Linked DNA regions of Mus musculus: all the other regions are linked to region 2. Evidence: chromatin contacts called from public Hi-C, HiCAR-type, HiChIP or PLAC-seq, capture Hi-C and promoter capture Hi-C data. All regions are on one chromosome and are shown on one strand. The core of a region is the stretch at or near the end of the contact, and the rest is flanking DNA. Distances in the headings are between cores, read along the strand shown. Region 1 holds the start of Sfxn5 (sideroflexin 5). Region 2 holds the start of Nagk (N-acetylglucosamine kinase). Region 3 holds the start of Hk2 (hexokinase 2). Region 4 holds the start of Pole4 (polymerase (DNA-directed), epsilon 4 (p12 subunit)). Region 5 holds the start of Rab11fip5 (RAB11 family interacting protein 5 (class I)). Region 6 holds the start of Smyd5 (SET and MYND domain containing 5).

The links. A called contact is a pair of places that touch in the nucleus more often than the background predicts. HiCAR-type assays count read pairs that join an accessible place to other places. HiChIP or PLAC-seq counts read pairs in DNA pulled down with a chosen protein or histone mark. Capture Hi-C pulls out chosen DNA fragments and counts their contacts.
Region 1: a promoter capture Hi-C map of liver shows a contact between it and region 2, with 7 times the contacts expected there. The contact joins the promoter of Sfxn5 here to the promoter of Nagk in region 2. A contact is called at or near these places in 1 of 115 datasets of contacts at active chromatin or transcription factors (astrocytes) and 2 of 9 other capture datasets (adipose tissue and liver).
Region 3: an H3K27ac HiChIP or PLAC-seq map of bone marrow-derived dendritic cells shows a contact between it and region 2, with 5 times the contacts expected there. The contact joins the promoter of Hk2 here to the promoter of Nagk in region 2. A contact is called at or near these places in 1 of 39 promoter capture datasets (pre-B cells) and 2 of 115 datasets of contacts at active chromatin or transcription factors (bone marrow-derived dendritic cells and microglia).
Region 4: a contact with region 2 is called in a Hi-C map of CD4 T cells, with 3 times the contacts expected there. The contact joins the promoter of Pole4 here to the promoter of Nagk in region 2. A contact is called at or near these places in 2 of 484 Hi-C or Micro-C datasets (CD4 T cells and regulatory T cells).
Region 5: a HiCAR-type map of astrocytes shows a contact between it and region 2, with 4 times the contacts expected there. The contact joins the promoter of Rab11fip5 here to the promoter of Nagk in region 2. A contact is called at or near these places in 1 of 39 promoter capture datasets (the 3T3-L1 cell line), 1 of 484 Hi-C or Micro-C datasets (LSK cells), 1 of 115 datasets of contacts at active chromatin or transcription factors (astrocytes) and 2 of 9 other capture datasets (adipose tissue and liver).
Region 6: a capture Hi-C map of macrophages shows a contact between it and region 2, with 4 times the contacts expected there. The contact joins the promoter of Smyd5 here to the promoter of Nagk in region 2. A contact is called at or near these places in 1 of 39 promoter capture datasets (hippocampal neurons), 1 of 484 Hi-C or Micro-C datasets (CD4 T cells), 1 of 115 datasets of contacts at active chromatin or transcription factors (astrocytes) and 1 of 9 other capture datasets (macrophages).

Annotation. Positions count from the first base shown.
Region 1 is chr6:85,331,777-85,336,329 of GRCm38.p6, forward strand. Sfxn5 (sideroflexin 5) reads right to left here and starts at 1,646. Exons shown (of 14, transcript NM_178639.4): 1 at 1,532-1,646. The coding sequence starts at 1,639. Rab11fip5 (RAB11 family interacting protein 5 (class I)) reads right to left here. Exons shown (of 6, transcript NM_001003955.2): 6 at 3,186-4,553. It overlaps Mir705 (microRNA 705), which reads right to left; the gene lies at 4,516-4,553.
Region 2 is chr6:83,793,806-83,798,391 of GRCm38.p6, forward strand. Nagk (N-acetylglucosamine kinase) reads left to right here and starts at 1,252. Exons shown (of 10, transcript NM_019542.2): 1 at 1,252-1,477; 2 at 3,102-3,186; 3 at 3,372-3,470; 4 at 4,151-4,292. The coding sequence starts at 1,449. It also overlaps the pseudogene LOC665004.
Region 3 is chr6:82,773,048-82,777,313 of GRCm38.p6, forward strand. Hk2 (hexokinase 2) reads right to left here and starts at 1,407. Exons shown (of 18, transcript NM_013820.3): 1 at 871-1,407. The coding sequence starts at 933.
Region 4 is chr6:82,650,779-82,655,216 of GRCm38.p6, forward strand. It overlaps Pole4 (polymerase (DNA-directed), epsilon 4 (p12 subunit)), which reads right to left and starts at 2,087. Exons shown (of 4, transcript NM_025882.3): 1 at 1,846-2,087; 2 at 1,305-1,389; 3 at 659-700. The coding sequence starts at 2,061.
Region 5 is chr6:85,373,123-85,377,543 of GRCm38.p6, forward strand. It overlaps Rab11fip5 (RAB11 family interacting protein 5 (class I)), which reads right to left and starts at 1,512. Exons shown (of 6, transcript NM_001003955.2): 1 at 976-1,512. The coding sequence starts at 1,406. 4933423K11Rik (a long non-coding RNA gene) reads left to right here and starts at 1,732. Exons shown (of 4, transcript XR_869208.2): 1 at 1,732-2,100; 2 at 4,369-4,421.
Region 6 is chr6:85,430,319-85,434,377 of GRCm38.p6, forward strand. It overlaps Smyd5 (SET and MYND domain containing 5), which reads left to right and starts at 1,658. Exons shown (of 13, transcript NM_144918.2): 1 at 1,658-1,782. The coding sequence starts at 1,687.

The DNA.
Region 1 (4,553 bases), core at 396-2,895, 1.5 Mb after region 2:
AAAGCCCTTACTCAGTTCGTGTTATTAAAAACCCAATTGCCTGGGGTAAGATCAACAACCACTTTTTATCCGGAAAAGGACCTAGGGAATACTTTGGAAGAGTAATCTGCATCTGCGAGGCTCCCACTGGGGGGTTCAGAGCGGAGTTTGGCGTTCTTGATAGGACAACTGGGGTGGGGGTTCCAAAGACAGCAAGTGTTTCCCAGTCGGGAGTGCAGGCTTACTTAAGGATGCGTAGAATGGGGGTGGGGACAAATGGAGGATCACTCAAGGTTAGGCACAAACACCCCTGACAGCGTCTCAATATTTGGTGGCATTTTACACTAGCTGGGACATTAAGTCTCTCCAGATTCCTCCATGCAGAGACATGTCTATTTTTGAAAGAAAACAAGTCCTATTTTAAAAAACTCTAGGGACGTATTCTCAGAAAGCTTAGTTCGACGAAGTTGGGGGGGGGGCTGAATTCGGAACCATTCTCACTTCTAAACCCAGCCACATCCCACCTTTGTAGCATTTTCTTTCTTCCTTCAAAGTTTTCTCTAGCACATCTGCTGTCCCCACTCCTGGCAAGCCCAGGGTCACTTCAGCTCTGGAAGCAGTCTGAGGGTCTGCGGCGTAATAACTAAGCTCCCATGCTCCTGGCTCACAGACCTGGACCTCCGGTTCCATGGCCGAGTTAGTGATACCCGGGTTTCTTGGGTTGGCGTGTCCCCAAGTAAGGTTAATCATAGTCACGGTGCACCCTGAAGAGCCCAAGCGGGTGTGGATGGGGGCCAGCGCTGCGCAGCGGCCGGGAGCAGCGCAAGTAGGACTGGGGCGCACTTGGGACCCTTGGGAGGAGAGCTCAGCTTCGGAGAATGACACAGCGTTTCCCCGCACCGGGCTCTCTCCGCGTTGTCCCAGCCGCATCCCCGCAGAACGCACTAGCTGTCCGGCTGGTCTCATCACTGAAGCCCCAGGCCCCCGGACAGAGATCAGGTCGCTGTACCGGTGCACGCGGTCCCATCCTAGGGCACACGCAGCACCTTGCTGGAGGTTGAGGAACCGGAGCATGACCATGGGGCGTGCCCAGGGAGTTTTGCCCGGAGACTGTCCCGCAGCTCACAAGAAAGGTCAGTCCCACTCGGGGAGAAGTTGAGGAGCATACCGGCCACACCACCGGCCCATGCATCACAAGACGGGAACTTTGCGCCTAGGGCGCATTTGCCAGAGCGACCCCTTCAGAGCCGCTCGGACCCTGGACCGCGACCCGCGTGGCCAATCATCGAGCGACTAGGACGGGGGCTGTGCCAGGGCGCGGGCATCCGCGGAATGACTGTGCCACCCGCCAATAGGAAACCAGAGAGGGAGACCTCGCCCATCCTGTTGCCCAATAGGAAAGGAGCGGCTACAGCCAAGGTCCCCGCACTAGCTGTAGGCTCTGGTGGCCGCGGGTTGGAGACCCTCGAGCTGAAGTGACTTTGCAAGAGATTTGGCTCCGTGCCCTTCCCTGTGTCTCCCTTCCACCCGCTCGTCGCATCCCGAACCTCACCTGCTGGAAGCGGGGCTTGCCCAGCTGGAAAGGGGGCGCATCTGTGGAGGCGTTCGGGGCACTGGCCGCCGCGGACGCCGCTGAGGCTGTGGTTGCTGTATCCGCCATGGCCACTGACGCCCGCAATCTCCAGCCCTTTTAAAATGTCCCTCCTCGGCCCCCGCCACAGTTGCCTCTCCCGATTGGCCGTGAGCAACCGCAGCGAACCGGGCGCGCAGGGGCTTCTGGGGAGTGTAGTTTTCCCCTGCTCTGAGCCTGACAACCTCAGACTGCAGAGAGTTGCACCCACGCAGACCTGGTCTTAGTTCCTACCGCTAAAGCAGCAGGCGTTTGCAGTCCTGAGAATGTATGCAAATGCATGTGCGGATATACGTGTAGGCCTGAGTCTTAGGACAAGGAACCCCTACAAACGCGGACACGACCCGGGATCAGACAAGCAAGGACTCCAGGCAGAGTGGGGTTAATTCGGATGGCCTTCAGCAAGGAGTCGCACTGCGGGATTTTCCTACCGTTTCTTCTATCAAAATCCTGGCTCCAGCCATTCTGCCACTCTCTGAAACAAGCCATGCTCACGCTGCTGTGACCCTTTAACATTCTGCTCATTTTTATCATGGCCTGAGGCGATTCTTTTTATAGGTTCCGCATACGCGTTCATCCGTTCCATCAGCCTACTTCCACAAAAATCCGCTTCCGGATTTTGTACCACGCAGCACTCTCTTGCCTCCTTGCATGTAACTCAGGCTAGCCTGGAACTATGTAGCACAGGCTGGCCTCAAACTTGTGATCCTTCTTCCTCTGCCTCCCAAGTCCCAGGATTACAGGTGCCAGCCAGCAGACAAACCATGAGCTTAAATATCTTTCCTACTGTATGGTGGGGGAGGGGGATGGATAAATCTTCAGTGCAGATATAGGAAGGTTGACACTAGGTACTCAAATGCTTTGGGTGACTTAAATATCCAGAGCTTAAGCATCCTGAGACCCTACTTCTTTTGATCTAAGGAGGTTTGGTCCAAGCCTAATTACTGAGGACCAGCAACAGGGGTGCACCAGGAGCTGTAGAGAATACCAAGGTAATAAACACCTCACCCCCACCCCCTGCAGAATGGCACCAAATGGCAACTGCAGCCCCAGCTAAGTGGTGTGGTTATAAGCCACACTGGGCATGGAGAATGGGGAGTTGATGGTTTCACCCAGGACATAACTCCTTGACTCTAGGGGAGCCTCTGTCTCATGGTGGGATTCAGAGCTAACTTGGGGTTGCCCTCTTGTCCTTCTGGACACAGCATGAGCCATTGGTGGCCCAAGGGCTCATTCACTCACTGATAGCTGACCCACATGGAATAGAACTCACAAATGACCCAAAGAACAGTTCTTATTTTTGGTTTGTATCCTACCTTTCCTTACTGAACTCAGTGGCTTCAGGACAGAAATCACAAAACTTGCCCTCTTTATCCACTCCCCCCACCCCGCCAGGCCCAACACTCAGTAAATATGCCTGTGATCAGTGCCCGTGAGCACAGGCATCCTAGGCACACGGGCCATGAGGCAGTGTTGCCTGTGATTTCAGAGCGGTAGCTCTGTCACCTGAGAACCACACTGCCCTCTCCCACAGGCGGTCTCCTTTGTCCGCTCATTTCAAAACAAACACACAAGCTGGCTGCGGTACGTGATCTTTTTATTCTTCATAAAGTGCTCAAAACATGAAGAACAAGCTCTTTATAGACAGGAGTTTCAACTAGGAGGACAAAGGGCAGAGCAGAGCTGTGCCTGCTTGCTGCCTGTCTGGCTGCACTCTGCAGTATGTGGTAAGGATCAGACAATGAACAAAACCCTGGCCTCAGTTCAGGACCTCTCTGCAGGACACCCCTGCCCTGGCCATGTAGAGAAGCCAAACAGCAAGGATGGATGAAAGATGAGAGAAGGGCTGGGACTAATTAAAGCCCAGAGGAAGACCTAGAAGAGGGACTCAGTTCCTCAAAAGACACCTCCAACACCCAAGGACTGACCCTACCCCCAAACTCTGGGAACTGGTGGCTATTTTCTCATCTCTGAGTTGACCTATAGTTGGTAACTGCACAGTGGTGGACCCCATTGTGGTTCATCTGCTCTATGCTGGCAGAAGACTGACGTCATCCACAGAGAATATTCTCCTGAGGTGTTCTGAGTGAACCCATGACCCTGTCTTTAAGAGACAGCTGGAAAGACGTTACTGCTTCTCCACTGGGCCCAAAGAATCTTTTGTCAGCATCTCACCTCCTTCACTCATACCTTTTGTAATGCACAGCCACCAAGGACCCCCGAGGATGCCAGGGAGACTGGCAGTATTCACAAGCAAGCTAGAAGCTGGACCACAGAGCAGATACCTGACTTCACTTGAATGCACTTCAGCCAAGCCAGGCAAGACAGGAGGGATTGGTGAGCAGGAGGGACTGTACAACAAGGACAGAACAGCTGGAGAGCCACGGGCATTTTCCTAAGCTCAGGTGTCTCCTAAAGCAGAATGAAGCCTCCTGCTTCCAGACAAACCCACTGGTCCAGCATAACTGGGACCCAAGGTCAGACACAGTAAGGTGCAGGATAGCCCCAGACCTACTGTGCACTAGATTTTTTTACCAGGATGCTCCAAATAAGGGTCAAGGGAGGACCAGGAAGTGGGAAGGCGGCTTAGGACACCTCCAAAGCAGGTTGGCCAGAGCCTTAGCTGAGGTACTTCTCGGGGTAGTAAACAGCGTGGTCCACAGCCCCCTTTCAGGACCCTCACAGCCGTTTTCACGTGCTCAACAGGAGGGAGGGGACACCATGGCCAGAGAGACATCTACATCCAGAGGCTCTTGTCCTCACCCACAAAAGGCACGTTTAATTGGTTTCCAAATGTTCTGAGCCCACAGCAGCACAGTTTTGGCATCTGACGAGTGTTAACAGACATGAATGGAGGCCTGGTCCACAAAACATGAGCAGCCCCAAACCCCAACCTGGAGGGTTTCATGTTAGGGAGGTAGGGAGGACTGCAGGAGAAAGAAGT
Region 2 (4,586 bases), core at 2-2,501:
AACAGAACAAAAGCACATCAGCGCTGTCACAAATGGATCCCAAGACTCATTACACCAGTGCTAAAGGGAACTTTTCCATCAGAATTCACCCACAACATCACACTCTTGCCAAAACTTCCATTCAATCAGAATCCTATGGAATTATCTTTGATTCTAAAGATGTTGTTGGAGGAAGCATTTTCCAGCTCTGAAGTACTGTGAATGGTAATGTCTCACTTCCCTCTAGTTTCTCTATCAGGCAATAATGTTATTTCTATTCTTGAATTATTTGGTGCTTTACTGAGTCACATAGGTAAGAAAGGAGGTAAAGAATTCATTCACTCTGGAACCTTAGAAAGCAAGCCTACACCAAAACATCCTAGCACTTGGGAGGTGGGGCAGGAGAATCAGGAGTTTAAGGTCATCCTCAGCCAGAGTCTGAGGTGAGTTTGGGATATATGAGGCTCTGTGTGCCCACCTTCCCAACTGTTTACATCAAAACACAACCGGACCCAATTATCTGACAGGGAAAGAGGATCCCAGTTCAAGATTTCTCCACAGGAGGCAGGCTCAGAGGTCCGAGGTTGGACAGAGACATGCTAGCCCCAAGGAGACTCCATCTGAAGTCTCAAAGAAATGTCAAGAGCAGCAGACAGTCCTCCTGGCTATTGAAGCTGCCTCTTAAGTAGGGCTGGAACAACCTGGAGCCTGAGGAAACACGCAGGAGTCACTCTTCTACAGGACCTAACGGTATCTTCCTCTCTTCCTCCAGTTCCACTGCACAGTTTAGAGTTGAGCAGGTGGTGGCCAGAAGGTGAAATATGGTCTGTGAGTGCCAGTTTTTAGCATGCTGAGCCAGCATTGCATTCCATGCCAGTCTGGGTTATACAGACGAGATACAGTCCAGAAAGAACAGAGTTGGACTCAGATCACTTGTAGAGCGCTAGCCTGACACACATGAAACCCTGGGCTCTATCCTCACCGCCGCACAAACCTCAGCTGACAGCAGCCTGGGGCCTCACTGAGACCTGCTCAGCGTACTCAGCACAAGGTAGAGTGTGCGCTCATGAGCCAGGGTGGGGTGGTCTGGACGTTGGCTCCCGCCCTGGTCCTCAGACACATCCGCCAGACTCTGAGCTTGCCTCCAAAAGCGTCTGCGCGTGCGCACCCCACAGTTAGCGCGCGTCTGCCAGCTACTTCCGGCTGGCCCTTGGCAGCCCTCACACACCCTCCCAGGAGCCTCAGCTGGGGTGCCGCCTCCTCGCGAAGCAGTCACTTGAACGGCGGGCTAGAAAAAACCGGAGGGGAAAGCTGCGGGAGGCGACAGCAGGGGCGAGAGAGGACGTAGCATCCACACCCTACGCAAGCGCGTCGTAGTCACATGACAAGGGGCGGTGCCCGTGTGGGCGGGAGCGAAGTCACGGCTAGGGTCGAGGTTGCTACGGCGGACCAGCGGTGGCAACGGTAGTATGGCCGCGCTTTATGGTGGCGTGGAAGGGTGAGCGCTGGATCGGCCGAAGGCTGTCCGTCCGGGAGCGGCGGGTCAGGGGGCGGCGGCCCACACCATGCCCGGTGCCTTTGTGCTCCACGGTGCGACCACGCCCCTCCCGGCCATCACCTTTCTGCCACAGGGCTCTTGTGTCAACCTGGAGAGTTGTGCAGAGCTGGGGGGTCAGGTGGGAAGTTGCCGGTCGCGGGTGGACGTGGGAAAGAGGCAGAAGCTGAGACTGAGATTCATGCACAAGGGAACCCGGGAGTTAAGCAGCTGTCACCAGAGCACTGTCTTATCTTGGTGCTCCGGACCCTCCACTGCTGTCGGCCCCGAACGCCCTTGGTTCCTATATTCTCCTGCTTAGAAGCTGGTCTGCTTGACTTTGGGAAGTAGCTCTACTAAGCATGGCTTTGGGTGAGACGTAAGGCAAGGACAAGAGTGAGCAAGATGGTGGTTTATCCGGTCCCCTGCGCGTGACAAGCATTTTGTGGAACTGGGTGTGTCAAATCAGGACCTGATAGGAAGATTTGGTATCCTAGCTGCTTGCTGCTGATTTACCCGGAAGTCTCTTCCCGTGAATTGCGAAAGCGGATGACCCCTGGCTTTATTTATGATACCTTACAAGGAAAAACCCTCAGCACAGCGTAGGAGTTTGCACTTAGCCTTGTTATATTCATATGGAAGGTAGAACTTATTTTTCCCAGTTTGTCAAGAAATTAATTTGGATTTTTAATCTACTGTCTCATGCATTAATATCCCTTCGGATGTACTCTTGATGTACTACTCTTTGAGTTGGATCGAGTCTTTATTGTCTATTACAAGAAGTATTGGTCAGAGCCGGGCGGTGGTGGCGCACGCCTTTAATCCCAGCACTTGGGAGGCAGAGGCAGGCAGATTTCTGAGTTCGAGGACAGCCTGGTCTACACAGTGAGTTCCAGGACAGCCAGGGCTACACAGAAAAACCCTGTCTTGAAAAACAAAAAAACAAAACAAAACAAAACAACAACAACAAAAAGTATTGGTCAGTAGGACATCCTCCTACACGTATCACCCTTCTTCTAAAGTACCACTTACCCCAGGGATTTAACTCAGGAGGGCTTAGTTGCTGAAGGCAGTATGAGTTTCTCCCTGACTGGTGATAGTTTCTCACAGGTGTCTTGAAGACCCTGGTGTCAGAAGATAGGTCCTCAAAGTAACCCTTAGCTGTTGTGAGAGGTCTGCTTATTCCGTCCGACGTATTTACCATAAGTCGTTTGGGCCATGCTCACGATAGGTTAGGAGGATAGGTCATCACTCTGGAGCCAGTGGAGCTCATGAGAAGCTAAACAATGGAATACACTCTTGATTCAGAGCGGTCTTTGCTAGCTAGAGCTTATTAATGTAAGGAGAAGCCCTGCATGAGACAGACTGTGAGTGGGACCTTGCAGAGGAAGTAGGACCTACCAGGCAAAAGGAGCAAAGCCTCCTTTTTCTTTCCAGAGTGTAGCAGGCACTAAACAGGTAGCTTTTGGAGTAGAGGTTGGGTTTGCTGAAGCTGTCTTTGCCCTAGACTTTTGTAAGAGACTACTATGCAAGCATGGCTCTCCGCGTGGAATTCAATCAGGACTGAGTGCCCTCTTGTGTTTTGTAGGGGAGGCACACGGTCCAAAGTCCTTTTACTTTCTGAGGATGGGCAGATCCTGGCAGAAGCAGATGGACTGAGCACAAACCACTGGGTAAAAAAAAAAAAAAAAAAAAAAAAAAAAGAAGAAGAAAGCAAGCCATCCTGAGGGGACCAGAGAACTTGGCCTTCATGTACTGTTCAACTCCGATAGAGGTGGTGTCTGGGTCTCTTAGTAGCTGATAGGGGCAGCACAGATCCTGCAAGCCTTTCTAACTCCTCCTTCCCTCTTGGGGCCAGCTGATTGGCACAGACCAGTGTGTGGAGAGGATCAATGAGATGGTGGACAGGGCCAAACAGAAGGCTGGAGTGGATCCTCTGGTGCCCCTTCGAAGCCTGGTGAGTCAGCTGAAGCCTGGGCCATCAGCATTGCTCAGGCAGGTGGCCAGTAGGACTAGGCGAACTTCATGACGAGAGAAAAGGTCTCTAGGGCCAGAGCCTTTGCTCTTGTCCATTCTTATGGTTGCAGTAATAATCTAAAAGCTGAGGATGGAGCTCCAGAGACCCACTGGTACCTTGATTTGAATCTCAGCTTTGTCACTCAACTTAGTGGACCTTAATTCACTCATCTTCCCTATGCCTCAGTTTCCTCATTTTTGCGAAGACAGATACTAAGAGTTGTTGAGAAAATGAGATAATGTGATTCAAGCACCCTCTAGCCTGAAGGGCTCTTTAAATATTAGCTCTTTTCCCTCCCAGGCTGCTGTGGCTCTGGCTTCTTACCAGATATGCAAGGGAGCTATGCAGGCATAGCAGATCCCATGCATGTCAAGCCAAGCTGTTTGCTTCACGTCCCCTCACCTTGGTCTTTTGTCTGTGTCTTCTTTCCTCCACCCTTTCCTAGGCCAGGCTGTTCCTGCAGGCATGGCCTTCTAAGGGCTTTTTGTGGGTGAAGAGGCTAAATTGGGTGAGCTGAGTATGACCAGATGGGTGTCAGGAAGGGAGGTGTTAAGGAAGGAGCTGGTCTGGGCTCCTCCCTCCTTTCCTCGATCAGCTTCTTTCTCTCCCTTGTGGCCTAGGGCCTGTCCCTGAGTGGTGGGGAGCAGGAGGATGCAGTGAGGCTCCTGATTGAGGAGTTGAGGCACCGCTTTCCCAACCTGAGTGAAAACTACTTAATCACCACGGATGCAGCAGGTTCCATCGCCACAGCCACACCGGACGGTGAGGATGTGAGCGGGGTTGAGAATGAGCTCGCTTAGGGGGAGCCCCTTACCTGTGGCTGGCAGAACTTACCTACATCTGGAAGGCAGCAGAAAAGTTGTGGGTTTTACTTCCCTCATGTAGGAGTGGGGGAGTCGTTATCTGTATGATGTATGGTGCTAATGGTCACTGTAAGAACGGGGAGGGTCTGCCATAATCTCTAGCATGAGGTACTCAGTAAAGCCGAGATCATTTGAAGTCTGGCTGGGGGAGCCATGTTCTCTTGAATTGCTGCAGACTTGTTCTTCCTCTATT
Region 3 (4,266 bases), core at 157-2,656, 1.0 Mb before region 2:
GCGCGCCGAGAGAACTGGAGTTTGCCGGGAAGGCAGAGTGAGGTGGGCTCAGGAAGGTCAGAGCGACTAAAGGTTCATTTTCAGAAACCAAGAAAACAAAACAAAAACAAAAAAGAAAAAAAAGAACTCTGGGGATCGTGGGGTGGGAAGATGAGTCCATTCCGTGTAACTTTTAGTTCCAAATCAGAACATACTATCCAAAATCCGCCCTCAACTCGGCGGCCAGACACGGGGACGAGGCGGGGCGGTCCCCAGGAAGGTCTGCTGTGAGGGGGCGCCCCTTTCGAGCCTCAGTTCCGGGCAGTTCAGTTCCGGGGAGGGGGCGCGGCAGGCTAGTCTTTCTGCGCCCTTTCCCGCTCCTTCCTGGGTGGCTCTCTCCCCCACCCCACCCCCGATCCACCCCCAAGGAGCGCCACGAGGAACCGAAGGCCTCTTCAACACATCCTTAAATTCAAGAGGGCCGGGCCCCAGCTGCTACACGCTTCCACCCCGCCTCCTCCCCTAAGCAGGATTCTTCCCCACGTGCTCCTGCCGGAACTCGGGGCTGCAGAAGGGGGCTCCTCCCACGTGGGCGCAGCAGTCTCAGACTACGTGCAGGGCGGCCGTCCCATCAAGAAATTAGGGGCTCTAAGGGTGGGGAGGGTGCGCGCAGGTCCCGGGTAGGTGGGACTATCGATGGTGAGCGGTCGGGCCACGAGGGTGCCTAGCAGACGTGGCTTCTCGCGCGCAGGACTTTCCCAGCTACCCAGACTGGTTCCACGTCTCCAGCCCCGAAGGAGGAGGAAGCAGGTCCTCTGCGTGCTCCAGATTCCGGGAGAGCACGCAACTTGGTCCGAAGCGAGCCAGAAGCTCCCGCCCGTGCCGACTTACCTTCTGCACTTGGTTTTGGTTGAGCTCCGTGAATAAGCAGGCGATCATATGCGAGGCGATCATCTTGTTGCGGCGAGTCGGGGCCAAATAGAGAAACCGAGGCTCGAGCGCTACCGATGGAGCAGGCAGCGCTGTCCGACCGCTTTGAAACCAGGCCCGGGTGTCCGGCTGGGATCGAAGACTCCAGGAGCCACACAAAGAAGCTTAACCACGATGGCTCACCAGCTGAGGGCCTCAAGTTTCCAGAAACAGGGTTTTTTTTTTTCTTTTTTTCAATTTTTTTAATCACAACTACTAGAAGGTACCCTAAGTCTCACTCCTGCCGACCGGTCTAGCTGCTTAGCGTCCCGTCGCTAACTTCACTCACTGGGTCACTAAGGCTCAACTTCGGAAAAAAATGACAGTTCTGTTCCAATCCGGCGATCGCACCTATCAGAGTCACTGGCGTGATGCTCCTGCCCTCGGATCTCCAAAGCAGAACAACTCCGGGTAGCCTGTGGTGTCCTGAGACTCCAGCACTGGAGTTGGTGCAACAATGTGGCTTATTGAGGGGCTGCCGGCTCTTTGGGCCGCCCCGGACAGTGACGTGGATGTGCTCATTGGCTGCGGGAAGAGGGTGTGTGCGCTCTTCGGCTGTCCGCCCGCGGTCCACAGCCAATCAGCGCCTAGAGCCCGCGGGCGCGGCTGCTCCAGCACCCAAGCAGGCGGCGGGAGAGACGCGCCCGAGGCTAGGGGCGGAGCTGGGCGCCAGAGTTGGGACGTGTGTTCCGTGGCTAGAGCTCGGGACTCCAGGGCGCATGAGCCACCGCCGCGTCAGGCTCAGCTTCGGGTGGGGGGCGCGTGATCGCGGACCCAAGAGATGTTGGGCGACTGGAAAGACAAGTGATCGTAGCAGCACACGCCATAATCTGGTATCTGGGGATCATGTGAGGGGCTGCCACTGCCCTGTGACAAGTCTGAAGCACCGTGATTCTCATCTTAATTGTAGCTCAACGAGTCAGCGGATCCCTGAAGCTAAGCCATTACAAAAGTCAGCCCTTCTTAATATCACACCAATATAGCATATGGATTTTACTAACCCCGTTTTACAGATTGGGGAACTAGGCACTGTGCTGTTAGTGAGTTTTGCCCAAGGTCACACCCCTAACAAATGGTAGATGAAGACAGGAACACATCTTACTCTGAAATGCAATTCCCCCACCCCCGGTATATTATCCAGCCTTTCTTGAAGCCAGCAAAGGCTGGAGAGAAACTTTGTTTGTAGCTGGGACTGATAGATGGGAGGAGAAAGGGCACCTGTAACAGCTTGATCCTAGGCTCAAGTGGTGTGAAATGGTTTATAGATGCTGAGAAGAGCCCGCCTCGACCTCAGCTCATGCCTGACACCAGACTCTAAGTTGACATTTATGAGTAGACGCCATCAATATTGAAATAGCACCTCAGATGACATGAAGTTGGTGCTGGTGGAGAATGGAAAGCCAGGAGTTTGAAAGTTACATGGAAGGAAGATAAAGCCTACCATTTCCAAATAATCTCACTCCCCAAGCCCTCTCTCCACCTCCGGAGTGGCATGTGCCACTACTGGGGATCTAACATGGGACTTTGTGCGTGCTAGAAAAGCACCCTGCCCACTGAGGTACACCCCAGCCCTAAAAAGGCTCTGCTCCACTTTCTATGATGTGGTTCATCTATTTCCTCTCTGGGTGATCCCTCTTAGCGCCATCGTCAGCAGTTACACCATCCGCACACAGGTAACTCACAAACCTAATCTACAAGCGAGGACTTTCCCCAGGGATTCTGGCTTTCTTAACCAGCTGTCATTTGTCATCCCTGTGGAGGTGACTAGTGTCTCACACTTAACATGTACTAGGCTGAACTTCCCAGGGTCACCCCCCCCCCTTTTACCAATTGTCTCCACAAATGACGTCACCATCCATGGTTTTCTCCCTGCTCTTACATCTATTCACACCATCAGTGAACAGTTAGTCTAACTTAGCAAATCAAAGAGGCCAGACCCTCATAGCCAGGCCACCGATGACTCCACCAGAGCCTGTGTAATTTCACTTAGCTGCTGTTTTTAGGTACCTCTAGCTTGACCACTGTGATCCCTCGTTCACTCAGGAGCTAAAGAGACTTGTTTAAAATACAAACCAGTGCTTCATGTAGTGGCACACACTCGTAGTTCCAGTGATTCAGAGGTGGAGGCAGAAGAGTCAGGAATTCAAAGCCAACTTGGATAGCTTGATAGATACGCTAGGTAGGTAGGTAGGTAGGTAGATAGATAGATAGATAGATAGATAGATAGATAGATAGATAGATAGATAGATAGATAAGAGATAAGATTAGATTGGTTGATAGATATATACCAGACTGTCTTGGGGTGGTGGTGTCTTAAAACCATTGTTTTTCTTCAACTAAAATCCAAACTCCTAAGAGTAACTATTAGAAATAATTTTTAAGGCTGGACATGGTGGCACATGCCTTTAATCACAGCACTTGGGAGGCAGAGGCAGGCATATCTTTGAGCTCCAGGCCAGCTTGGTTTACCAAGCAAGTAGACTTGGAAGAGATACTCAACGAAACCCTGTCAAGAAGAAGGAGGAGGAGGAGGAAGAGGGGAGGAAGAGGAGGAGGAGAAGGAGAAGAAGGAAGAAGAAGGAGAAGAAGAAGAAGAAGAAGAAGAAGAAGAAGAAGAAGAAGAAGAAGAAGAAGAAGAAGAAGAAGAAGAAGAAGTAGTAGTTGTTTTAGAGCCAGGCAACAGCACTTTGTGAGTTCAAGGCTGCAAGCATGGTCAACAAATTCCAGGACAGCCAGTGCTACACAGAGAGACCCTGTCTTGGAAAAACAAAAAAACAAAAACAAAATTGAAAACAAAACAACAACAAAAACAAACAAACAAAAATGTTTCTGCCTCAGCCCCCACACCCAGGCGGTGGGATCTAAGGTATGTGCCACCACACCCGGCTCATTTTCTAAGGGTTATCGTCCTTCTGTCCTACCTGACTGAACAAGAGTCTACATCTACATTGTTCCCTTCTATTTGCAGAGCCTCAGGTGGAGGCACTCTATCACATGGTAGGCATTTACTGTGTGAGTTAGTAGATGATTTAGCAATGACTCTTATGTCACATATGATTATAGGACACCAAAGAGAGACTTTCATTTTCTATATTAGTTCTCAAGTCCTTTCCACTGGTCTGTCCTCACAGCTCACCAGGATCTTTAACCCAGTTGCAGCAGCTTCATAACCCAGCTTTCCTCTCTTGATGCAGATAAACCAGAGGTGTCTGATACAGACTCTGAGATGCTTAAAGCAGAGACTGAATCCTCATCTGATGTGTTTCTGTAGGACAGAAGCTGCCTTCCACATGAATGGGAGGAAAGGATCAGGCCAGG
Region 4 (4,438 bases), core at 837-3,336, 1.1 Mb before region 2:
CAACAAAAAAGACCTCATGCTCATCAGCAGGCAGTTGTGAAGCACACCTTTAATCCCAGCACTCTGGAGGTAGAGGCAAGTAGTTCTAGGATCTCTGCGAATTCAAGGCCAGCTTGGTCTACAGAGTGAATTCCAGGAGAGCCAGGGCTACACAGAGAAACCCAAGTCTCAAATAGAGCAAAAACAAAACAAAAAAGTGCTTGCTGCTCTTCCAGAAGCCCTGTTCACAGCACCCATGTTTAGCAGCTCACACTACTCTTCTGGCTCTTATGGGGGTACCTACATACATTTGGCATATAGAAACACACATACACGTAAATAAAAAGGAATCTTAAAAAAAGTTACAAATTGTTTCTAATTCTTAACATTATAAAGGAGCAATATTAATATTTAGTTTGGAGATATAAACAGGATTCAAAATCTAAATCCAATTCTACTGGTAATTTATATACTCCCTCCTTCTTCTTTTAAGCTTGCAATTTCCCTGTAGAATTTCTAATTCCCCAAGAATGGAAAATGTTCCTTTTTTTTCTATCAAAACAGGGAGAATTGCTGCCATGTATACAAAGGAAAACCACACATCTGTTTTATAAGGTTTTATAAGGTTTGAAGCTCACATCATCAACAGAGAAATAGTCTGTGCAGGCAGTGAACTCACCTTCTAGAAAAGCGAATTCATCCACAGCTTCTATTGCATTATCTGAAACACAAGGTAAAGGGATACTTGATTGGCTCTTGCCATTCAGACATCAGACCCAACATGGAATTTTATGCAAATGACATCACTTACAAACTGTAACCCAGAGGTCCTAAGATCCATCTTTACACTCACTATTCTTTTAACTGTCTCACCTCAAAAGCCAGCGAAAATGCTGTTCAAGGCATCCTACAATCCTGTCTTATTCCAAAATTCACTTTTCTCTCTACTCTAAAGACACTAGAACAAGGCCGGGCGTGGTGGTGCACGCCTTTAATCCCAGCACTTGGGAGACTGAGGCAGGTGAATTTCTGAGTTCGAGGCCAGCCTGGTCTACAGAGTGAGTTCCAGGACAGCCAGGGCTGCAGAGAAACCCTGTCTCGAAAAACAAAAACAAAAAAAAAAGATACTAGAAAAAGAGTTTGGCAGCATAGAAGGGAATGAGAGGTACAGTCTCTAAAGGCTTACACATGTGGAAGGGTTACCAGGTAGACAAATAAACCAAAAGCCAAATTTCCCCTTGCTTCAATGATGCCTTGTGAAACAGCTATAAGAAAGCCCAGCCCATAGCTCCCCTGTCCACCCTGGGGTACCACAGCGACTCTACCCAAATCTCTCCTCTGGAGAGTTTTCCTCTTTCCTTGTTGAGCACAGCAGTAGGCATCTTTTGCGATAGTCTCCACGAACAGTTCCTGCAACAAAAAAAAAAAAAAGCAAGCAGAGATTAGTGGACTCTAGCCCACTGAGATGAGCAATCCTGTGTAGACGTGGACAAGAAGGGTAAAGGGGGAACTCTACCACACAGGAAAGTTCTAGAAGCTACCATTGTACTGAACTTATGAAAATACTTCTGCTATCCCTCTCCATAGCTCCAATCCCCCTGCTCTAATATCTCCAAATCCACCCTACTCATTCATTAGGATCCCCTTCAAGTTCTGTGTGAGCCGTGGGAGCCATGCAAACTAAATTTGCGTGGGTCCTCGTGAAGAGGAGAGTGGCTAACCAACTCAAACGGGGCCCACAGAGGCCTTCCTAGGTCTCAGTCAAGTCAGGTCGGCGTACCAGGGCCCGCCACGCCCCCTAGCGCCACGCCCCCTAGATGCCACGCCCCTTTCCCCGACCCAGGCGCCCTTGCTTCCCCGTCGCACCGCGGCACGCGCCAGGATAAAGATGGCTTCCTGTCCCGCCAGCGTTACGTCAGGGTCTGCCTTCACCAAGGCCTTTACTCTCGCCAGAGGCAGCCTCGAGAGGCGAACTCCCCCGGGTGCACTCGTCGGGGCTTGGGCCTGCGAAGCCGCTGCCTCCCCTCCGGGAGCCTCTTCCTCTCTGGGCGTCCCGCTCCCAGCAGCCGCCGCTGCCGCCATCCCCTCCCGAAACGTGTGGCGCGCGGTCGCTGACTGAGCGCGCGCACGCGATTTCGGCCCCTTTCCCGCGCCGGGTAGAGACCACGCCTCTCCGTGTGGGCGTGGCCCCACCCTCACTAGGCGTGGCGCGCCAGAACCGCCCCCTCTGACTCCGGGGTCTGATGTACTCTTCCGGGCGGCCACAGCCTGGAAGCGGCCGGGCGTGGCCTAGCTGAGCCGGAAGTCCGGATGCTTCTCTAGAGCCTCAGTAGGTGCTGAGTTTAACCTCTAGGCCAACAGGAGGGGAACCCGTGGGTGTCCCCACAACGCTGCCCCGCGCAGCGACAGACCCGGGCCAGCGCCGGGGATCATGTTTTAGGTGGAATGGGACGTTTGACGGGCAGAATTGGAAGTGCGGTTTAGTGGGAGGAAACCACTGCAAAAAAGGCGTGCAGACACGGAGAGCAAGTTTTGTCTGTGGTTGGTCAAACAAGGGTTAGCTCAGAACACTGATCTCCTTACTCAAAACAACAAAACTAAAAACTGTGTTCTCTAGGAACATTAATTGCATAGGGTTTATGTTTTAAAATACTAGTATGTAGTGTTGGCAAAACATTATCATGACAAGTAACTTTTCAAAAACAAAAATTGGCGGGGCGGTGATGGCACACGCCTTTAATCCCAGCACTTGGGAGGCAGAGGCAGGCGGATTTCTGAGTTCGAGGCCAGCCTGGTCCACAAAGTGAGTTCGAGGACAGCCAGGGCTACACAGAGAAACCCTGTCTCGAAAAAACCAAAACCAACAAAACAAAACAAAAACAAAAATTGATGAGAAAAAAATTAATGTCTCCTTTAGAAAACAATTTGATCGTCTAGCTGCTTCTCAACATTTTACTATCTGTTTTTTTGCATAGTTATGGAAAATTCCACTGCACCTTCTTGAGAGAATGAGAATGACTAAGATTAAGATAACTTTTACCAGGTGTGGTGGTGCACGCCTTTAATATAAGCACTCAAGTAGCAAAAGCACATCATGCTCTTTGAAACCAGCCTGGTGTACAGAGGGAGTTCCCAAGCCAGCGAGGACGACATAGTAAGGCCCTATCTTTAAAACAGAAAATCGCTTTGACCTCGCCGGCCTCTGCAAAGGATCTCCAAGAAGCCTCTCCCTGCCTCTTCTTACCTATGAGTTCTCATACCGAACCAGAGATCTGGCATGGAAGTGTGGCAAATATTCGCAATAGGCAAGAGAGACAACTCAGTAAAGTGTATGCTGCTCATCAAGGACCTGAGTTCGAATCACCAGAACACAGTAAAAGGCTAGTGTGATAGAACTCCTGTAACTTCTGCACTAAGAGAACAGGATTGCTTAAGTTCTTTGGCCAGCTAAGCTAGCCGAACCAAATCAGTGAGCTTGTGGACCTTGGGCCTTTATACCAACAAATGCATCCAACACACACTAAATTTTTAATATAAGGCATAATAAGAACACTGTGTACCTAGTTAATTGCTTTATATAAATATTAATGTTTAGTCATAATGCCTGTACTATTGATGCAGGTAAGTAATTTTATTTACAGCTATGAGTGAGCCACAGACTGTTCCACAGTGTACCTGTGGAATAAGGGGAAGCCAAGGGCTCATTGCATAATAACCTGAAATCATTTACTTCCAAATTTAAGCAATAAACTTTAACTGGGTCTATACACAGAGGCCCCACTGGAACAAAATGAGTTTTGGCCAGAATTAAAAGCTCCAGGGGAGGAGCGATGAGTTACATTGTACCAGAGTTTTCCTTAGGACCTTTGTCTTGAGTGCTCTCTACTGTGTACTTAAGAAAAAAAGAAAAAAAAAAACCAAGAAACTTTATTCTTATTGGTTGATTGTTCGTAGAAATTGATTACATAGATTTCCAATCTTTTCACCCCAACTTTGAAATGATTTAAATCCAATGTAACCTGTAAGGATCACTGTACTGGGCTCCTTCCACCCTCTCAATTTTGTAACACCTCCAGGTCCTCTCTGCACCTGGACCATATAGACTGGGTCTCTAGTTCTTTTGTTCTTCCCCCAAAGCTTTTATCTACTTCAGATCCCAGGTTCTCTTCATTATGGAAACTTCTCTTCCCACCTAAAGCTCCACAGATGAAGTTAAATCAGTCATACTACTGAACACCTGTCCTTTAGAGTGCTGGTCCCACAGTAGCACGGAGCCTCTCCCTGTGCATTTTACTTCTCTAGTCCTACTTTCCCCAGATTGAAAATTCCTGAAAGGAGGTGTTCTGTCTGGTTTTGTTCGTTGTCTTGAGACTATGATAAAGTACCCAACACTTGGGTATTCAGTAAGTATTTACAGAGTCAATGGATCATTAACAATAGCTCATCTGAAACTAAAATC
Region 5 (4,421 bases), core at 262-2,761, 1.6 Mb after region 2:
GGTTTCTCTGTGTAGCCTGGCTGGCCTGGAATACAGAAATACACACAGCTCTGTCTCTCAAATGATGGCGTTAAAGGTGTGTGCCACCACAGCAAAGACAAATCTTAGGTTTTGATCTTAACCCTACAAAGGACACACTCTGACAAAATAAATGTTTAACCTCCTACCCTTCCCAGGCTTTGGTGTCTCTGGCCTTTGAACCCAGCATTGGGGAGGCAGAGACAGTAGAATCTCTGAGTTCAAAGGCAGCCAGGTCTACATAGCATGTTCCAGGACAGACAGCGCTACGTAGAAAGACCCTGTCTCGAAACAAAACAAAACAATAAGAACTTTTCCTATCCTTTCTAGAGAAAATAATCCGGAGAACTGAGGGCATTATAACCACTGTCCCACTGACCCAAGCTGATTCAAATGTACCCTTCTTTACTCCGAGGTGGGCCAATGCTCTCAGTCCTGGTACCCTAAGACAGAGTCACAGAGTACGTCTATACGGTGAGGTGTATCCCTGAACGTTCAAAGGCCAAGTGTCCTGTGTAACCCCTGGGAAGGCTGGGGTGTCTCCCTTCAATCTTGCCTTGGAAGATAACACCTCACCTTCCTGCTTCTACAAGGTGAGACTTCCTCTCCACTACCTACAGGCTAGTCACCTCTTTGAGGAAAAGAAGGCAGACCCTGAAGTCTTTAAATTTCCCTTCTTGAATTCCCACAGCCTCAGAATCCCATTCCGAACTTTCCTTGGCCATGTACTGCCAACGCTTGGTCACTACACCAACTCCATCAGGCCTTCCAGGCCCACCAGGCTGCTGGGGAGACAGTCAGGGGGAATTGGGGAGGGCAGAAGGCTGAATGAGAAGTAACAAACAGTATACGGGTTTGTGTCCTTGAGTGGGAGGACCGGGTCCAGACGTCCCAACCAGCCCCGCCCGGTTAGGCCTTCAACCGTTTTTGTCCCTGCTCCCAGCGCCCCAGACTCACTGCGTGTGCTGGGCGCGGCCTGCGCGGAAGACCTCGTCCAGAGCTACGGTTGCCCGGCCCAGAAACTTGTCCACGCCGATGAGTGAGCGATGCATGGTGGTGAGCACGAGCTCGCAGGCGGCGTTGGGGCCGGAGGCCCAGGGCGCAGGGCCCGCATCTGCCTCCTGTGCCCGCAGCAGGCCGTCCAGGGCTCCAGGCGGTAGCTCGAACGAACACTCTTCGCACCATTCCGGGCAGCCTTGCGTCTTCTCCACTACCGAGGTGCTGTACTTCTCTCGGCCCACCTGGATCACCGTGTACGCGTCGCTGGTGCTGCCGGCGCCCGAGCTCTTGCCCCTCAACCCGCTGGCCCGCAGCACGGTCACCTGGACATGCGTGGGCAGCCAGCGGGAGGATCCGGCCGCCGGCTCAGGGTCCCGCACCAGAGCCATGGCGGACCCTGGGACAGAGTGACAGACGTGGCAGCCGCGGGATGCTGTCAGGAGCCGGCTCCCCCGCGCCGCCTGCAGCGCACCGACCGCCGCAGCTGCGGGCTGGCCTGGGCCAAGCGGGCCGCCGCCTCCCCGCCGCCCCGCCTCCCGGGCGGCCGGCCGCCCCGCGACGTCACGCCCCGCCTAGGCCCAGGCCAGGCCCCGCCCCCAGTTCCACCAGCATATAGCTGCCTAAGAGCTAAAGAAACCCAGAGAGGGGCGCGGCCTCTGCAAAGATGTGGGCGGGGCTTTCTCACTGGCCCAGCCCCTCTGGGGGAACCTCAAGCTCCCGCTGCTCTTCTAAAAGGTGACCGGTGCAGAAGGGCGCGGCCTCTGCGTGTGTTGGGGGAGAGGATTGAGATCTGGCCATGCCTTAATCACGACCGGATTCGCTTGTGCACAGTGCGGAACTGCAAAGGAAGAAATGGAGGGGGCTAGGGACGAAGGCCGCTTGCAGCCTCTGCAGAGAGGTGGGCGTGGTTACCACCATGGCCCCGCCCCGTTTAGGCAGCGACTCCAAGCTAGAGAGCCGAACCTCTCTGCATAACTATCCACCGCGCTCTACCTGGACAGTGTCAGGGTTTTCTGCAAGCTCCTGTACTCCTGAAAGCCCTCGCTGCTTCGAAGATCCATTCTGCTCGGCGTGGATTTGAGGGTAGATAAGATGCCTACTCTAGAGACCCCCTAAATCGCACATGCGCTCCCATTTTCAACTCTCTACATATATGTGATGACCTAGAGCCGCCGCTGGGAAATCACTGGAGTGGGACTTAAAACAATCTTTTTCTGCTTTGATTTTTCCCCCACTCCCTTTTTTTTTTTTTTTTTTTTTTTTGGAAACGGAGTCTCTTCTGGCTCTCCTGGAACCTGCTATGTAGATTACGGCTCGAATTGTTAAATTCCTGCCTCCACTGAGTGCTGGGATTAAAGGCGTGCCCACTGGTTTTAAAACTTTTGTGTGGCCAGGTGTAGTAGTGCTCACCTTTAATCCCAGCACTTCCACTTGGGAGGCAGAGGAGGAAAGATCTTTTTGAGTTTGAGACCAGCCTGGTCTACATAGTGAGTTCCAGGCTAGCTAAAACATTAGCCTTATATACAAACAAGGCAAACAGGGCCTTGTTGGTAGTAGACAAGCATTCTACCACAGGACTAATCTTCCACCTCTAAATCCATTCATACTTGCCTACTGTGTGTTGTGTTCTGAGAACTGCCAGCACACTTGTTTCATTATTAAGATAATGGTTAATAATTATGGATGCTGAATTTCAGCAAGAGTCGGCCAACAACTGACTCATGAGCTTTCTGTGCATGACCTCACTCATTCTTCAGAGCCACCCTATATGTGAATTTGGTTTCCCAGAAGGCAGAATTATAGGTTAGATAAATTTACCTAAGATGCATAACAAAGAAGCTGTTGTAGCACAGCCTATAATCCCAGGACTCTGAAGGCAAATTCAAGGCCAGCCTGGGCTACATGGTGAGCCTTTACTTTTTTCTGTTAACTTTCAGAGCCTACCCTTAAATTAGATTTTTTTTTTCAATTTTCAAGACAGAGCCTCTCTGTGTAACCTTGGATGTTGTGGAACTCTCTTTGTAAATCAGGCTGGCCTTGAACTCACAGAGATCCACCTGCCTCTGCCTCCCAAGGGTTGGGATTAAAGCCATGCATCACCACTGCCTGGCTTAGAATATTTTTTAATAATGTATGCATATATACTCAGGACAAAAACAAAACAGTAGGCAACAAGGTGTCTTCATTGCCACTAAACCTGACAACTTGAGTTCGATCCTCCTCAGGACTCACGTGATAGGAGAGAGCTAATTCCAGCAAGTTGTTCTCAGACCTCCACAAGTACACCGTAGCACACTCTCTCACACCAAATATAATAATAAAACTTTAAAAACATCGGAAGGGGAGAAGAAAGAGAATTCAAAAGTCCTCCCTTCCTAGATCCTGGGGTATATCTTTTACTTTATTCTGTCTGTCTTTCTGTCTGTCTGTCTCTGCGGGGGGCAGAAGGTGTCAGAGAACAATCCTTGGGCCTCAGTTCTCACTGGATCACCTGAGGTCATTAGGCTCTGTGGCAGCTACCTGCTCTACCTACTGAGCTTTCCTATCTGATTATACTTACTTTAAATTTTCTATTTGAGACGGGGTCTAACCGTGTAACACTGGCTGGCCTCAAACTCACAAGAAGCATCGTCCTCCCTCTGCCTCCCAAGTGCTGCTATTAAAGGTATTCTCCACTATTCCAGGCCCTTTAGTAACTTAATTTTGAGATAGGGTCTTTGTAGCACAGGCTGGCCTTGAAATCACCATAAATTGGCTTTGAACTCCCGAGCCCTCCTAACTTTCCCTTCAGAGTTCTGGGACTCCAGATCAGCACCACCACGCCTATCTTCAATTCTTATTTTTGTTTCCTGCCAGCAACTCCAGTTGTATTCCAGAGAGAAGCCCCAGGGTCTCACTCTGGCTCGATAACTGAGCCACACACCTCTGAGGATATACCTCCTAAAGCTATTGGTGTTTCCAAACCTTGGGGTTGACTCCACCTCGATGTATAAATTGCTTCTGTGGCTATATCTAAATTTGGTGCTGGCCATTATCTAGTGCCTTCCTGCTAAGGTAGATACAGACTTTATCTGGCTCACACCCACTCTCCATCCTCGGTCTTATTAGTTCTACTACTGGCCTTCCTTTATTGGGTGGTTCACAGGGCTAGCCTTTCTTTCTTATGTAGTGCCCAAATCTCTACTTACCAGGCCACATCCTCCACTGGGAACTCAAAAGGGGGAAGTCTGCATACCAGACAAAGGAGACTCTTGGGAGCACTCCACTACAGCCCATCTGGTCAGTCTCCCACAGTAGGGTGTGTGATCTCCATCACATTTTAGATAGAGTCTCTTTGTTGTTTTCTCCTAGACTGACTACACCAAGAATGCTGGCCCTCGAGCTTCCCGGAATTCTTTCTTCAC
Region 6 (4,059 bases), core at 408-2,907, 1.6 Mb after region 2:
AAAGTCACTGCTGGGCAGTGGTGGCGCACGCCTATAATCCCAGCACTTGGGAGGCAGAGGCAGGCAGATTTCTGAGTTCAAGGCCAGCCTGGTCTGCAGAGTGAGTTCCAGGACAGCCAGGGCTACACAGAAAAACCCTGTCTCGAAAAACAAAAAGTCAAATTTAGGAGTCAGAGGCAGGTGGATCTCTGAGTTTGAGGCCAGCCTGGTCCACATAGAGCTTTGTGGGCATTGGTGGTGGTGGTGGTGGTGGTATATGCCTTTGATCCCAGCACTAGGGAGGCAGAGCTTTATTGAGTTTGAGTTCCGCCGCCTGTTCAGAGTGAGTTCCAGGACAGTCAAGGCTACACAGAGAAACATTGTATCAAATGCAATGCCCCCCTCCCCACCAAGAGAGAACTTGTCTTAAAAAAAAAAAGACAAAAACTCAATCACTTACTAAACAATTACTAAGTTATCTCCCCCACCCCCTAAAGTCACTATGAAACGATAGCAGAGCAGACACAGGTCCCCTGTCAACTGGAATAGTCAACTGGGACACAAAACAATAAAAGGTATAGTAGTCAGGTCTAGTTGCAGAAATAGACCTGTCCTCTCTCCCAGCCTCGTGTACATTCATTTTTTGTGTCTACTTAAGGGGTCCTCATATGTGAGGTCCATTTATTACTGCTCCATAAACCACACTCTGCAATGTCAAGAAAGTCCCCAACTACTCTGAGGCACTGATCCAACCTAGTTATTTATAGAAAAAGGAAATCATTTTTTCTTCTTTTTCTTTTTTAACTTTATGCATGTGATTGATTTGCCTTTATGTATCTATGTGCCTGCCTGGTGCCTGAGGAGGTTGGAAGAGGGGTCATCAGAGCCCCCAGAACTGGAGTTACAGATAGTTGGAAACCAGTATTGGAAACCAAACCAGGATCCTCGGCTAGAGTATCACGTGCATTTCTCTTTCAGACAGGTTTCATGTACTCACTACGTAGTTGAGGGTTGACCTTGAACTTCTGGTCCTCCCTGCCCTCACCTCCTGAATGCAGAGGTTATAGGCATAGTCGGAATGCTGGTTTTAAGCAGTGTTGTGGCTCAAAGTTCTGCACTCATGTGTTCAAAGCAAATCTCTCCCAAACATAGAATAAAAATGTTGCCACCAGAGGGAGGGAAAAATTTTAAACCGAGTGAGCCCAGCATCCAACCAGGATGGAGGGTCAAAGCAAAAATAAGACAGTCTTCTCTGGGTCTAAAAACTTTGTTCGGTGTTGGAGGTAATGACGAGGGGCTGCTTAAGCAGGAAGAGGGCTGCAAACTTTTGGCCAGCCTGGGATACATAGTGAGACCCTGTCTCAAACACCAGACAGTGGGAAGAGCAACTATGGACACTTAAGAACACAGCTAGGATAGGCTGGAGGGTGGGGGGTGGGGAGTAGGGGGTCTTCCCCTGAGCTACTCCATCAGCCGTCATTCATGCTGTCCATCCGACATAAGCTACCGAGTCAGACACAGTCTACCAGAAGTCCAAGCACAAAGTCAGGCCAGGTTCCACCCAATCAAGCAACCAAGACACCAAAAGCCTTGAATTGCTAGCCACGTCCCAGGGCGGGGTAAGGTGGGGAAGGGAGCGCTCGCTGGCTCTGTGGGCGGGGCCTCCCGGGACGGGGTCAAGGGTCAGAAGGCAGAGGCGTGCCCAAGATGGCGGCCTCCATGTGCGACGTGTTCTCCTTCTGCGTGGGCGTGGCGGACCGTGCCCGGGGTTCCGTGGAAGTCCGTTATGTGGACAGCATCAAGGTGAGGCCAGGTCGGACCGGGCCCGGAGAGCCACGCGGGGGAACCCACGCTCACATTCTGGAGTCCGGGCCCCTCGGCGCCAGTCTGGTTGCTGCTTGGGCCCGGGGTGCAGAGTCGGTCCTCGTGCCCAGGCTCGTGGCGATATCGCGCGGGGGGAGGGAGGAAAGCCCGGTCCACTGGCGGGTGGCCGTGCTGCTGCTGTCCTGGGTGGAGTTGAGGCTCTGGGTAGACCTGGGGTTGAGGGATATCCTGGGCCAGATTAAAGCCAAGGCTATCTTGGTTAGGCTGGGGCTTAGTTAGCTACTATTCTGGCGGTAGTGAGGGGAGTACTTAGCCGAGGGAACGGAGGTATGAAGCAGACTGGGCTCCCCAGCGACCCTTCTGACTAAGGTATGGGTGGAGACTTGGAAAGAGAGCTAGGGAACTTGGACCAGAACCTACACACCGAGCACTTCTCCTGAAGGGTTTTAAGCAAGAGAATGACATGATTTCGTGATTCGTATTATGGTTCTTTTTTGTTGCTTCTGTTGTTGTGCTTTTTGTTTTTGTTTTGTTTTGAGACGGGGTCTCATTTTGTAACTCCAGCAGTCCTAGAACTCACTATGTAAACCAGGCTGCTCTGCCTCACCAGTGCTGAGATTAAAGACTTGTGCCAGTATGATCGGCTCTATTAATCGTGTTTTATTCCCTGTAGAATAGAAAATTCACATAAGTAAAGGCAAAAAAAAAAAAAAAAAACACTCCAAATTGTTCTTGAGGCTGGACTTGAACTCATCTACCAACACCCAAGTGCTGGTTAATGGGCCTTGTGGCTGAAACACCCCACCTCCATCCCACGTTTTCTTTTAATACATGTTTTCAGTACATCTTTAGTATCAGCGGTCCCATTTCTACTTGGTTAAAGAGTTGATTGATAGCCGGGCGTGGTGGTGCACGCCTTTAATCCCAGCATTTGGGAGGCAGAGGCAGGCGGATTTGAGTTCAAGGCCAGCCTGGTCTAAAAACCTACAAACCCAAGGAGTTGATCAATAAGAGTTTTGGGGTGGGGGGCGCACTTCACTCAACCAAATCCTTCTGTATGGCTCCTTTATGTTGTATCTTCTCAGTCCTGAGAGCAAAGGTCTCTGCTGGCTTCGCTGCAGACAGGCTTTTGTTCTCTCTGGCACTGTTTTCTCACTAGGTGCCTTTGCCAGTTGATATATGCAAAATGCTATGGTTTTGACTTCATTTGCATTCCCCTGGGTAAAAGTCAGGTTAAATAATCATAATAACAACATGCATATCCTTGGTCCTTGACCCAAGATGTTGTCATTTGCTGTCAGCATCTCCATATCTGTCCAGGTTCCCATTTTAAGTTTCTCTTATCTTTCTGTTCCATAGGCATTGAGAGCAAGTACTCCTATCTGCCCATGGGTAGGAAGCTAGCTTGCTGGTCTCCTTTGTGTCCTTAGCTGCTCACATCCCCATTACCACCCAGAGCTGGTCCATCTGGGGGCCATCTGAGGTGTCTCAGATCAGTAATCCCTTTCATCACTTTTTTAGTCACCGTACTCCTCCCCTACCTTGGCCCAAACTCCCTTCTTCACTTCCTCCTCATTTTTTACTTCCACCAGTCCCTTTGCCCAGTTCTGTCCTAGCCCTCTCTCAAGACCCCAGCTAGTGACTAGTCCTAGTGACCCTGGCCTGTATTCCAACAACTCAGGAGACTGAGGTAAGAGGACTCTTGTGAGTTCCAGGCTAGCCTGGGGTACAGAGTAAAATCCTGTCTCAAAAACAAACCAACCAACTCCAGCTGGTCACAGTCCTCTGCCTGTCCCTAATATTCTGCTAGGAGAATCACTTTCCCATGTGGACGTAGAGCCAGGTGGCTTACCGAGGGCTGTGGCAGCTACAGTCATCTTTGGTTTGTAGTTTTTCTTTCCTTTTGTGCTGTCTTCCTCAGGTTACCATAGAACACTCATGCCTGGCTTAGAGTGAAATGAGAAGTACTCATTCTTTGAGTGTTTTAGAGAACTATCGCCTGAAGTGTGATGTGAGGCAAGAGGGAGGGTAACTTCCGGCACTCTGGTCTGCTTTTTTTTTGTTGTTTTGTTTTTTTTTTTTGTTATTTTTCGAGACAGGGTTTCTCTGTATAGCCCTGGCTGTCCTGGAACTCACTCTGTAGACCAGGCTGGCCTTGAACTCAAAAATCCGCCTGCCCCTGCTTCCTGAGTGCTGGGATCAAAGGTGTGCGCCACCACTGCCCCACTCTGTTCTGCTTCTGTGGATGTTAGAAGG